Linked DNA regions of Zea mays: region 1 is linked to region 2. A link is a contact called in public Hi-C data. All regions are on one chromosome and are shown on one strand. Each heading gives the region's core, a stretch centred on a gene start, on an enhancer-like site or on the middle of the called end of the contact. The rest is flanking DNA. Distances are from core to core; before and after follow the strand shown.

What was found. Hi-C and Micro-C count contacts between places; a contact is called where the count stands out from the background.
Region 1: a Hi-C map of tassel shows a contact between it and region 2, with 3 times the contacts expected there. The contact joins the promoter of LOC100279610 here to the promoter of LOC100275350 in region 2. A contact is called at or near these places in 4 of 25 Hi-C or Micro-C datasets (ear, leaf, root tip and 1 more).

The regions. Positions count from the first base shown.
Region 1 is chr10:138,107,214-138,112,875 of Zm-B73-REFERENCE-NAM-5.0, forward strand. It overlaps LOC100279610 (putative RING zinc finger domain superfamily protein), which reads right to left and starts at 3,267. Exons shown (of 10, transcript NM_001357900.1): 1 at 2,923-3,267; 2 at 2,686-2,794. The coding sequence starts at 3,112. It overlaps LOC100304215, which reads left to right and starts at 3,548. Exons shown (of 4, transcript NM_001165665.1): 1 at 3,548-3,623; 2 at 3,749-3,788; 3 at 3,894-4,009; 4 at 4,132-5,518. The coding sequence starts at 3,585. The coding sequence ends at 5,181.
Region 2 is chr10:137,771,596-137,777,118 of Zm-B73-REFERENCE-NAM-5.0, forward strand. It overlaps LOC100275350, which reads left to right and starts at 4,152. Exons shown (of 5, transcript NM_001151968.2): 1 at 4,152-4,236; 2 at 4,519-4,592; 3 at 5,414-5,523. The coding sequence starts at 4,548. It overlaps LOC100384646, which reads left to right. Exons shown (of 7, transcript NM_001177136.1): 4 at 823-957; 5 at 1,208-1,383; 6 at 1,465-1,616; 7 at 2,087-2,914. The coding sequence ends at 2,766.

The sequences.
Region 1 (5,662 bases), core at 2,017-4,516, 330 kb after region 2:
CGCGGTGATACAGAACGCGACATGCACATCGTGGGAACGAGATAGGACTATAGGAGGGAGGCCGGCCTCGATCTCGATGCCGTCGTCATCAAGCTTCACTCACCGTCTTCGAGTCCGCCCTGTGGCTCCGGGTCAGTCAACCTCGGCCTGCAGGCGCCCCTGCTCGGCAGCGGCGGGCGCCCTCCTCTTCCTTCTACGCCTCCACCGGAGGTGGCATCAGAGGTGGGAGCCGCCACGTCGCCGTGGGGTTTCGAAGACAGCGATGGGAACCGGCGCTTCTTTGCGGGCATTCTGGCTTTCTGCCCCTAGGTTGTTGGCTCTCGGTTTGCGGCGATGGGCTCGATGCGATGTCCCGCCGCCCCTGGCGAGACTGCGGTGCTTGGGACGGAGGTAGGGGAAGCGGTGTGGGTCGACGGGGCGGGGAGGATGAGCTGCCGAGATGGTCAGGTGGATGCGGGAGCCTGGAACTGCAAGGGAGGCGCCGAGGCGGAGAGGAAGAGGAAAATAAATAAACCAAGCCACCAAGGGCAGGGTTCGCGAAAGAAGAGGTGGTCGTTTTGTGGTAGGTTTACAGGCTTTGTTGGGGTCGTCTATCTCACTTGCTGGCTTGCTGCCGGTGGGGGCCGGCGCCTGCTGCTTCTCTGACTGGAAGCAGCAAGCGACGCACAACGCATGCAGGCGGGCCGCGGCCGGCTCCCCTACCGACGCTCCGCGTTCCCGGGGCTGCTGGGACTGGGACTGTCAGCTGTTACTCCGATTCTGCAAGTGACTACTCCCAGGCGAGGGCTGTATTTGCATACCGCTCGATCCACGTGAGAACGGAGAACGCACAGCACAGGTGTTTTGGTTTCAGATTAAGGCTGAGATTCCTGAACACGCACCAGGCAAAATCGCAGCTGCCTCACCGGCTTTGCGCGTCTTGTTCGGCACACAGGCGCCAATGTTCTCGGCTCCCCTCTGTGGCTCTGCTCTGCCGGCGGCCGGCGATGCGCGGTGCCTGCCTGTCTGGATGCTCCCCCAATGTTCATTTGCTTTGCTCAGGCTGCCGGTTCTCAACCAACCTTTCCAGTCTCTGGCGCCCGGCGGACTGGCGAAGATCAGTCTAGAGAGTGGACTCGCTTGTGGTTTATCTCTGTTCGTCAGTTTGTAGAACACGTTGAAGGCGAACCATCCCAGACCAAAACAGTGTAGACTCTAACGTCTGCATAGCTTACGGCAGGGGAGTCAAGAAAGGACAATTTTGATACTGCATGACAACAAACCAAACGACTTGCAACGGTGGCCAGTGGAACTGACAACTGAGCAAGCTACCGACATAATATACTAGCAAGGTAAGAAGACTGGAAAAGGAAGGTCCACTAAAAACAAATAAACCAAGGGTGTTCCTACGATGTGGATGTAGTCATGTAGCAGAAGTCAATTGCACTAGAGCCATGAAAATATTATTCTCCTTTGTTCCTGAAGACGCTAAGCATGCAAAGGAATGTTTTAGAATATGCAGCACTAACTAAGATATGTTCAGTTATCCACACAACTCTACTCCTGACAACATTGGTTATGTTGGCGTGCAGAGGTTACAAGCCCTCAATTCACCTGTTCAGTTTTGTTATCAAAAGGGTTGATCAGAGTTATAAAAAAAACTCTTCAGTTCATTAGGCTACAGATTAATTGTCAGGCACTCAGGCTGGTTGGTAAATGATAAGTGATGACGATATGCTAACTTTATTAGTTTTTCTCTAGTTTTTTGTTGTGGTTGGTACAGCGTTGCAAGTTTATATCTCACTGTGAACGTGTACTCCCTCGTGCTCCTATTTACTTAAGGATGCTGGAGGGAAGTGTTAGCCTTAGCCATATACCCCAGCCGGTCTTGCAGAGGACGGGCGCGCGATAGCATGGATGTCTGGTCGCGTAGATCGTGCGCTCGTCTGTTGAAAGATTGACTGGGATATATGGGCATATGGCTAACAGGAAGGATATGAAGGAGTAGCTAGTCTTCGGGATGAAAGGAAATGGTTGATGCTCTGAGCAAGAATCCAAACTCTAGAAGCTTCTGTTAGCAGAGGGCATAAACTAGAAGCCAATTTGATAGATATTAATGGCGCAGGAAAATAACACGCTCTTGCATTGCATCTCGCACTGTCAACTGAGAACCTGAAGAGGCCAGCGTGAGCTCGAGGGACTAGCATGAGATGTGACGGCCTTGGCGGCTACGCGCGAAAGCATTGCAGTACTGATAAGGATCGTGATGCTCCTGTTATACTCGCGGCCACAGGCCACAGCTGCGCCATCCAACGAGAACAGTCACCATGGTGGAAACATGCACACCGTCGAATGCCCAACTCCACGCAAGTTCAATGGTTCTAGCAGGGATCCACAACTCTTGCTGCCAGTGCCAGTGCTAGCTGGTGATCGGCTCGTGGACGCCATGACCAGAGGCTAATACTGAGAACAATCCAAATGAAGCAATCGTCGCGCACATTGTTCTACTAGTCTCCCCGGTTCACCGGATCCGCAGGCCTTGCTGGATGCCAGCGTGCAGCAATTACGAGCTGGAGCTAGCGGACATTAGCAAACTAGAATACTAGATACGAGGTAGTGACAGGGTCGTCGGATCGCCTTGACGGCCACGCGAAACAATCCGGGAGAGGTCGGAGAGGGTGAGAGATGACAGGGAGCGGCGCTTACTCATCCATGGTGCCGGCGCGCATAGGATGATAGGAACGACTCGATGTAGGTGTCGGTTCAGTCTCGTCTGCCGCGGCCACCCACCTGCTCGTCGTCGCGATCTGCGAAACTGCCCAAACAAAACGGAACATATCAGACATATCCACAAGTCCACAACCCAGGACAGCGTTATCGAAGACGACGTGTGGTGTTGGTGTGGGTCGAGAGACAGAGGCGCTGCAGCGCCGTTCATCTCACCACCGTCGCGAGGCTCCCGATGAGACGATCTCTCCTGACGCACGGACTTCCCATCCATCTCACGTGAGGCTCCGTCCCTGCTTCCGAGTTCCGACACCCGCTGGCGGGTGGCGGCGGCGTGACGCACTGCAACGCGGCCGTCGGAGTCGTCCGGGGTGGGCGACGAGATCAGGAGCTTCTGGGCGGGCATTTCGCGTCCAGGAGGACGCCCACCGACTCCTCCCGGCGGCTGCAGCGGCGTTCCTCCCCCGGGGCGCTGGGGAAGGAGGGGACGTTGGTTTCGTGGAGAGAGACGAGAGCGTGAGGAAAGGGTGGGTGTACAACTGCGTGGGCGCAGGGTAGAGGGAGACGGAGAATTGGAGACAGAACGAAGACGCGTTCGCGTTGGAGATGTGTAAAAAAACTAAAAGTTGGATTAGACTGTTATCGGCCCGGCCCACTTTATTCTGGCCTGTCGCGGGCTCGCCGCTTGCAGATTAGGCAAAAATCAAAATGATTTCCCGTTTGGCGGGCACCCCCGTCATTCCCGGGCATTTCGAATTTGAATTTTGATGAGAACGCCGAGCCCCGCCAGTGTCGTCAGTCATCACCAATTCACCAAGACTCACCAGCCCGCTCGTCGGCTCTCAGATCTACTATACCCGTCTAGACTCTGCTCCGCCATGGATGACAGCGCCGGCGAAGCCGATGGCCGAAGTCAGGTGAGCCGAAATCGTGGAGCCCTCCTTTCTTCTGCTCCCCAACCCTTATCGCGGTCAAGTACGGCACTCGCCGGGGGAATCGCTCCTCCAGGCCGCTCGCTCACCCGCGATTTCTGTTGTTGCAGGTTTACGTGTGCAGTTCGTACCCCCTTTCGTTCCCTTCCCGTGCGTTCCCTTCCATCCCTCGCGAACCTTAGCGTTTTCTTGGCGCGTCGATTTTGGATCTCTGACTGTGCTGACGCTTTGTTGGGCGTTTTGTTTCTTCGTCAGAGCCGCCGGACATCAAGAATTGGTTCTCGAGCTATGTTTATGACTCTCCTGAGGTTACGGAGCATGTTGCTGATCACGACGGCGGCGACGGCAGCGAGACCCAAGACCCATTCGAGGTAATTATTATTTTTCGCTGCCAATCTCATCCTCCTACCTATTAGGCTATTAGCCCAGCTAGCTGTATACTTTGGTTTCGTTACCGTGTACCCAGCATTCGTCATTAAAACGTTCTCTCCAGGATGGTGGAGTTGCTTTGACAGAAAGTGGTTTTGGAGGCCAATCTGAGCCTGAGAATTTTCCTAGAAAATATTTGGTCCCGGTCGATGGGAATGCGACGAAGCCCGCCCCCAAAAGGAAGCAAAGCCTGCGGGCGTTGTTTGGAGCGAGTTTTCTTAGTGAGGTTGAGGAAGTTAATGCAACTGAAAGTCATGGTCTGTTCCCTGTGCAGCTAAATGCACTGAAGCACGTGCCAGATTGTAGAAGCCTTCCTCTTAATGAAATATGTGAGACGCATTCAGAAAAAATAGATTGCACAACAAGCTTGCCTGATGCTACTAGACATAGCCAAGAAGCCACAATTGAGCACAAGGCGCTGGTCAATTTTGATCGTATTAGTTCAGCTGACACTCGAGAAAGCACCCCTGCAGATGAGGAGGTTGAGAGTAAAACGTCTGCTAACTGTGATGATGCACTTTTGGCTGATACTGGAGAAGGCTTTGCAGAAGACATCAACGGCCATATTGAATTGCCTGGCAGTTTTAACAATATCACTCGAGCTGGGACTGGGGAAAAGATCCAAGATGGTGTTGACCACAGCACACATATTGTTAGTCGCAACAGACCCAGTTTAGCTGAGACTGAAGATAATTGTGCATTACGCGAAACTGACAGTGAAGAGAATTCTCCCCTAGGGGAAGCTGACCGCTGCAAGCTTTCATCAGACAGTAAAAGGCGACAAGAAATAGTTGCATCAGATGGTTTTATCGCTGTAAAGAGGAAAAGGAAGCAACCAGAGGAACACATAACAAATAAAAATCTGAGGCACCTAACTGGGGGAGAGAAGCAAAAGAGGAACTTAAAAGAGAATGTCAGCATTCCAGACCAGAAGGTTTTGGTCCAAGAGCAAACCAGACGTCCCTTGGCGGATAGGACTAATTTTTCAGAAGTAAACGCATCTCCAGCACCAGAGCCGAGCAGCAAATGGAAGTGTCCTCGCAAAGGCAAGCCCTATGTTGGTCGTCCAATGAAGCAGCTCCGGTTGGGGCAGTGGGTGCGCCGTATGAATTGACACCTCAACGTCTGCATCCTGTTCAGAAGAGTATGCATCATCAAGTTGACAGTTTGGACCAGTTTCAGCTCTTCCAGTCTGTAGGAGCGCATGTCGCTCAAGTAGGACTAGATCATTATAATATCTTTATGGTTGTAGCTATCTTCTTGTGCTACTGCTATCCCAGTACAATTTTTTCATAGCACCAGGGTACGTATCAGCAGAAGACCGAACTGAGACAAATTAAATGATGGGTACCAAATTCTGTAAATCTTGTTTTCAGATGAGATTCTATGTTTTTTTGTTGATGTTTTGCGAATCTCTGTTGATATTAGAATACATGGGTGAACTTAGAACTTGTAGAAGTTAGCTATATCATGCAATCTATCAATTGTTTATCTATATATATTATATGGAGTGGTGTATGTTTGTATCTATGTTTATGTCTAGAATAATGTTGTTTTTGAAATGGAGCAAGAAATCTGGAATGAATAGATCAAAT
Region 2 (5,523 bases), core at 2,902-5,401:
GGATGGATCCATTGAACAAGACTTCATAGGCAGACTTGGCTGAGTATATCCCAGAGGGTGAGAATTGCCAAATGTGAATGTCTTCAACATCTGGTTGCAAAACAACTTCTGATAAGAGATCCCAAAGTAACAAATATTCCATTAGTATTGCCAATGTAAGAGCACCCTGGATATCAGAAATCCATTGCTGATTAGTGAGGGCATCATGGACTGTTCTTTTTCTGGCTCTGTTAGAGATTGCTCCAAACAGATTTGGTGCAAGATGATCTGTCCTTTGTCCTTTCATCCATCTATCAGTCCAGAAATTGATATTCCTCCCATTACCAATCTCTGATTTCAAAGCAATAGAGAAAGGGAATTAACTACTTTATGTGCTTGGGTGGGGATGAAAGCCCATGGCTTATTTGGTACTATTTTCTGTAGCCATAACCAGCACATTCTCAAGGCCCACCCCATTTTTTGCAAATGAGATGAACCAAGTCCTCCCAATTGTAGTGGCCGAGTCACCTTGGGCCAAGCTATCATGCAATGTCCTCCCTTGACATCATTCCTGCTCTTCCAGAGAAACCCTCTTCTATAGTCAGCGCAATCTCAGTAGGTAGTAACTGGTAAACCTCTGGTGCTCACAGTCACAGTTCTGGTACCACCTACATGTGGAAGACAAAAAATAAAATCCTCATCAAGTCATCATAAAAATTTAAGTTTGTTGTCAATACATGCATTTCTTTTTAGCATACTGCCACTGCTTTCTTATTTCTACTTGATAGTTATTCATTATCTGCTAATGGAAGTTTTAATATATAAGTTCATTACAACATGCAGACAATTGCAACAGTATGCATGTTCTTGGCGGGAAAAGTTGAAGAAACACCCAGACCTCTGAAGGATGTCATACTTCTTTCATATGAGATCATCCACAAAAAGGATCCTGCTGCAGTTCAACGAATAAAACAGAAGGTGATTTGATTTAGAGCATTTAATATCTTGATATTGCTGTTCTAGGTAATCCGAAGTTCCGAACTTCATGACCTATGATGTTATTATCCTTTTCTCCTATTATTATTCTATCGATGGCTCTTCCTTTTCATTTGTCCTACAATAGTACCTTTTTTTAAAGGCAAGGCTAGGACGACTCTTTTTATGCAATTTTACGTCCTGTTTACTGTGGCACGCAAAATAACTGAGGCTGTTTGTTTTGTTTCTTCAGGAAGTATATGAACAACAAAAGGAACTTATTTTACTCGGGGAACGTGTTGTGCTTGTGACACTTGGTTTTGATTTGAATGTGAACCATCCTTACAAGCCCTTGGTTGAAGCAATAAAAATATTCAAGGTTGCTCAAAATGCACTTGCTCAAGTTGCCTGGAATTTTGTCAATGATGGGTATGCTAAAATTACTCTTCCTCATTACAAATAGTAATCCACAAACATCCCTATTTACTACGCCTTAAAAGGGGTGTACAGGCTCCGCACTTCACTTTGCCTGCAATTTAAACCGCACCATATTGCGGCTGGTGCAATCTTCCTCGCTGCGAAGTTTCTCAAAGTCAAGCTTCCATCAGATGGCGAGAAGGTCTGGTGGCAAGAGTTTGATGTAACTCCGTGGCAGCTGGAAGGTTGGTCTCTAGATGCAAAGTCACTAGTGTGCACCTTAACTGCACTACTGTAAAATTCATTTTTGTAAGTGCTAGTTTCCTACTAATTAGCTATCTAGTAACCCCATGGAAATTGGATAGCCAAAGATAACTGGCATGTCCAAAACTGATCGTGGAACTAAGATAGGTTGAATGCACATATAATTCCACGATCTATGGCTCTATACTCAAGGCAATCCTATTTGACTTTAATGCATTCTGGGGACATGCCAAATGTAGTCAGGAATAGTTGTTTGGTGATGTCATTTTAGCGCATCTGTTTAGTTAGGTCTTGCCAGTCTTGCAATTTGTTATATATCTTTTTGCCGTCATGATGTTTTTTTGGTCCTTTTCTTCACTTTTGACATATTTCTGCTTTGAAAGATCATTTTTATGAATTATACCATCAAAGCTACATGCTTATGCCTTATGTTTTTGGTTACTCCTTTCAGAGGTTAGCAACCAGATGTTGGAACTGTATGAGCAAAACCGTGTTCAACCACCACCATCACAAGGCAATGATACTGAAGGCAGTTCTGCAAGTGTTGCGAATCAACGTGTTCCTGGTAAAGTTCCAGGAGTAGCTGATGAACCTCCTGCCCATGACCATAACCAAGCACCCAGACCATCGAGCCAGCAGAACATGTTAGACCACCGTGGTTATGACCACCCTCACCCAGATAAGCAAAACTATAGGATACCTCCAAATGATGCAAGGGATGGCACTGCTAATAGCAACGAAGGTCCCAATGTGTCGTCTTCAATGATGGATGCGATGAAGAAGGTAAACAAGGATAAGGTGAAAGCGGCACTGGAGAAGCGTAGGAAATCGAAAGGTGATTTTTCAAGAAAGGTCGATGTGATGGATGACGATGACCTCATTGAGAGGGAGCTGGAACATGGCGTGGAGTTGGCTGCCGAGGATGAGAAGGTCAAGCAGGAGAGAAAGCAGAGCTGGCCTCATCTTGCACACCACCAGAGCACCAACCGTGAGAATACCGAAGAGGGTGAGCTGTCCATGGACAGTCAAGAATACCGTTCTCCGGAGCATGACAATCGGAAGAGAAAGGATGTGCGTGAGTACCGGAACTACGATCGTGACGAAAGGGACCTTAAAAGGCTAAGATCATGAGAGTTGCACTTTTGTCGGAGTCTCATGTTGTTCGTGCCATAACATGATGTGGAACCTCTATCTTTCTGTCACAGGTGTACTTGATGCTTATTTGGTATGCTGGGGGATTTGAACTGTTACATATATAAGTTTATAAGATGGTTTCCCCACGGTCATGTATGTGTTTAGCCATGTTGGCAATTGAGATGGCGCTGTGCCTTGAGTATTCCACAGGTTTATGCTGGAAACAACATTTAAGGAAGCTGCGTCCTACGGGTATCTGAAATGTATGTATTTTGATTCCAAGGTTTCCTCAACTCTAATGGTAGCCTGCGTTTTTTTATCCGTCTATCTGGGAACACGGGTACTGGGGATGAGGTCGTGCACATAATGTTGTTGATTTTGATACCATGTAATGTGCATGTTCTCTCCTTCCTAAGTTATGGTTTTTGTTTTTGGGTTTTAGATATATAGTTTTATTACAGCACTTCCAAGAGTTTCTAAAATCCACTCCTAATCTTGATTTTTGTAGCAAGACTGCAAAAAGCTGTTATTTAATAATCTCCTATCTCATCTCCTCGTCTTGTCGACTTTTCTCTGTAGTCGTTCATCTGAACCCTTCATTTGAATCCAACCGTGATTAGGGGTGGCTAACGAGCTGGCTTGGCTCGTCCGAGTTCGAGCTGGCTCGTTAAGTTAACGAGCCAGCTCGGCTTGACTTGTTAAGGTAATGAGCCACAGAGTTAGCTCGGCTCAGCTCGTTTAGCTCGCGAGCCAGAGCAGGAAAAAAAATAAAATGTACATAATAATTATTTTTTAGTTAATTTTAAACTAATTTAACAATAAAAATAGTAATTATACTCATATTTTCACAAACCACGTCAATATAACACCAAATTAGCACAATTCATCACTTATTAATTCACAATTCACATACAAGTCCATCAGTTTAACTCATAATTATATTTGCATAGACCAAATTAACATATAGATATAGTTTATTAATCATTAGTTTAATTCATATGTCATAGAAACCTCACATATATATAACATGTTCATCAATTATTCTGTAAATGATATGCATATAGTTTCGTTTTACTGGAATATGGTAGCTCGTTTAGCTCGCGAGCTGGCTCGTTAACGAACCGAGCTAGGATATCAACTCAGCTCGTAAAAAATTTCAAACGACCGATCCGATCCGAGCCGAGCTGTCCATGAACCGAGCGAGCTAGCGAGCCACAAGCATTTCGTCCAGCCCTAACCGTGATCCTACAAATGACCATTGACCACAGCCACTTCAGGCCGATCAAGTACAGCAGCCCAGCCCATTTGGCCCATCTCAACCGAAGGAGGCAAAGACGCAACGCGAGGTCTCATGGGCGACCGGGCCATTCGTCGTCTCCGTTGTCTTTGTTGCAGATCGGTGCTCCTCTCACCACCAGGCCGCCACAGCTCGCCGGCTTTCCCCTCCCTGCCATCGAGCACCACCTGGTACGCTCTCCGCTTGATCTCCCCTTCCTGCTGCGGAGCCGTGCGAGCAAACCTTAACGTAGTCCGTAGGTACGCCCTCCCCTTGTTCTTCCCTTCCTCCTGTGCGAAACCGTGCGTCCAAACCCTAACATACTATTCGTACTCGGACCTAAATCTAATGACAAGTGTATATGCATGCATTACGCCTACAGCCAACTAACTTCGATTGCTCTGCAAAAATTATGGAGTGTAGTGTACATGTGTATACCCATGTCCTTCACTGAGTCCACCCCTGCTTGACAGAGCAAACAGAGCAAGGAAATAGTTTAAGAATGGCTGCGCGGAGCAGTTCTATGGTTGCCGAGGATGACTACGAGGTACATTCCGGTTCTTTGCTCTCTTCCTGGCTGTTGCTCTGTTTCCCCACGTACCCTTGGGATTAAATTGTACTAGTGTAGACACGTGCAGAGTTGCGGCCTTGTTGAGCAACTGGAAATTGCTAGATGGTAGATGAACAAGTGGCATGTTTAACTACTATAGGGCAAGATATTTAGGTAGTAAAGTAGAATCGGAGTATCTTTTGTTGTTGGATGAGTTCACCTTTAGTCTTTACTTGTACTTGTGTAGATTTATTGATTGATGACTTCATGTGTACAAATTCCAGGGATACAATTGGTATGAGAAAGTTTAGTAGCTTTGTACTGTTTTGGGTGTGATTAGATTGAATGGAAACAAAAAATCAATTGTCAACACATTGTTGGGTGATAGTGCAACCTTTAATGCTTAGGGTATTAGAGCTGGACATATATAATTGTATTTCATAAAAAATAAGAAAATATATAGGAGTATAAATATATATCCTCTCCGTTTCAAATTGTAAGTTGTTTTATCTTTTTAGGTACATAGCTTTTACTATGTATCTAGACCTAATGTATATCTAGGTATATAGCAGAAGCTATGTATCTCAAAAAGCCAGAACATACTTACAATTTGGAATGGAGGAAATATTTGTTTTCAGTTACATTGGTTTCCGACTAGATCATGATGTTGAATCATGTTGCAGCAGAATAATGGGGTTTTGCAGAGGATGCAAATATCATCCACAGTAACATAGCATTTTTGTCACATCCATATAGTAGGTCTAAATTTACTCTTAATTGTAATTGTATGTGCTCTTATAGTGAGTGATGTGATGCAGACGGATCAGAAGAAGCAAGCTGCTGCAGATGTTCTTTTTCACTATTCACAATTTGTTATGGTTTGCATTGGTGAGGATGTTCGCCCTACTGATCTCAGGTTACATCTTAT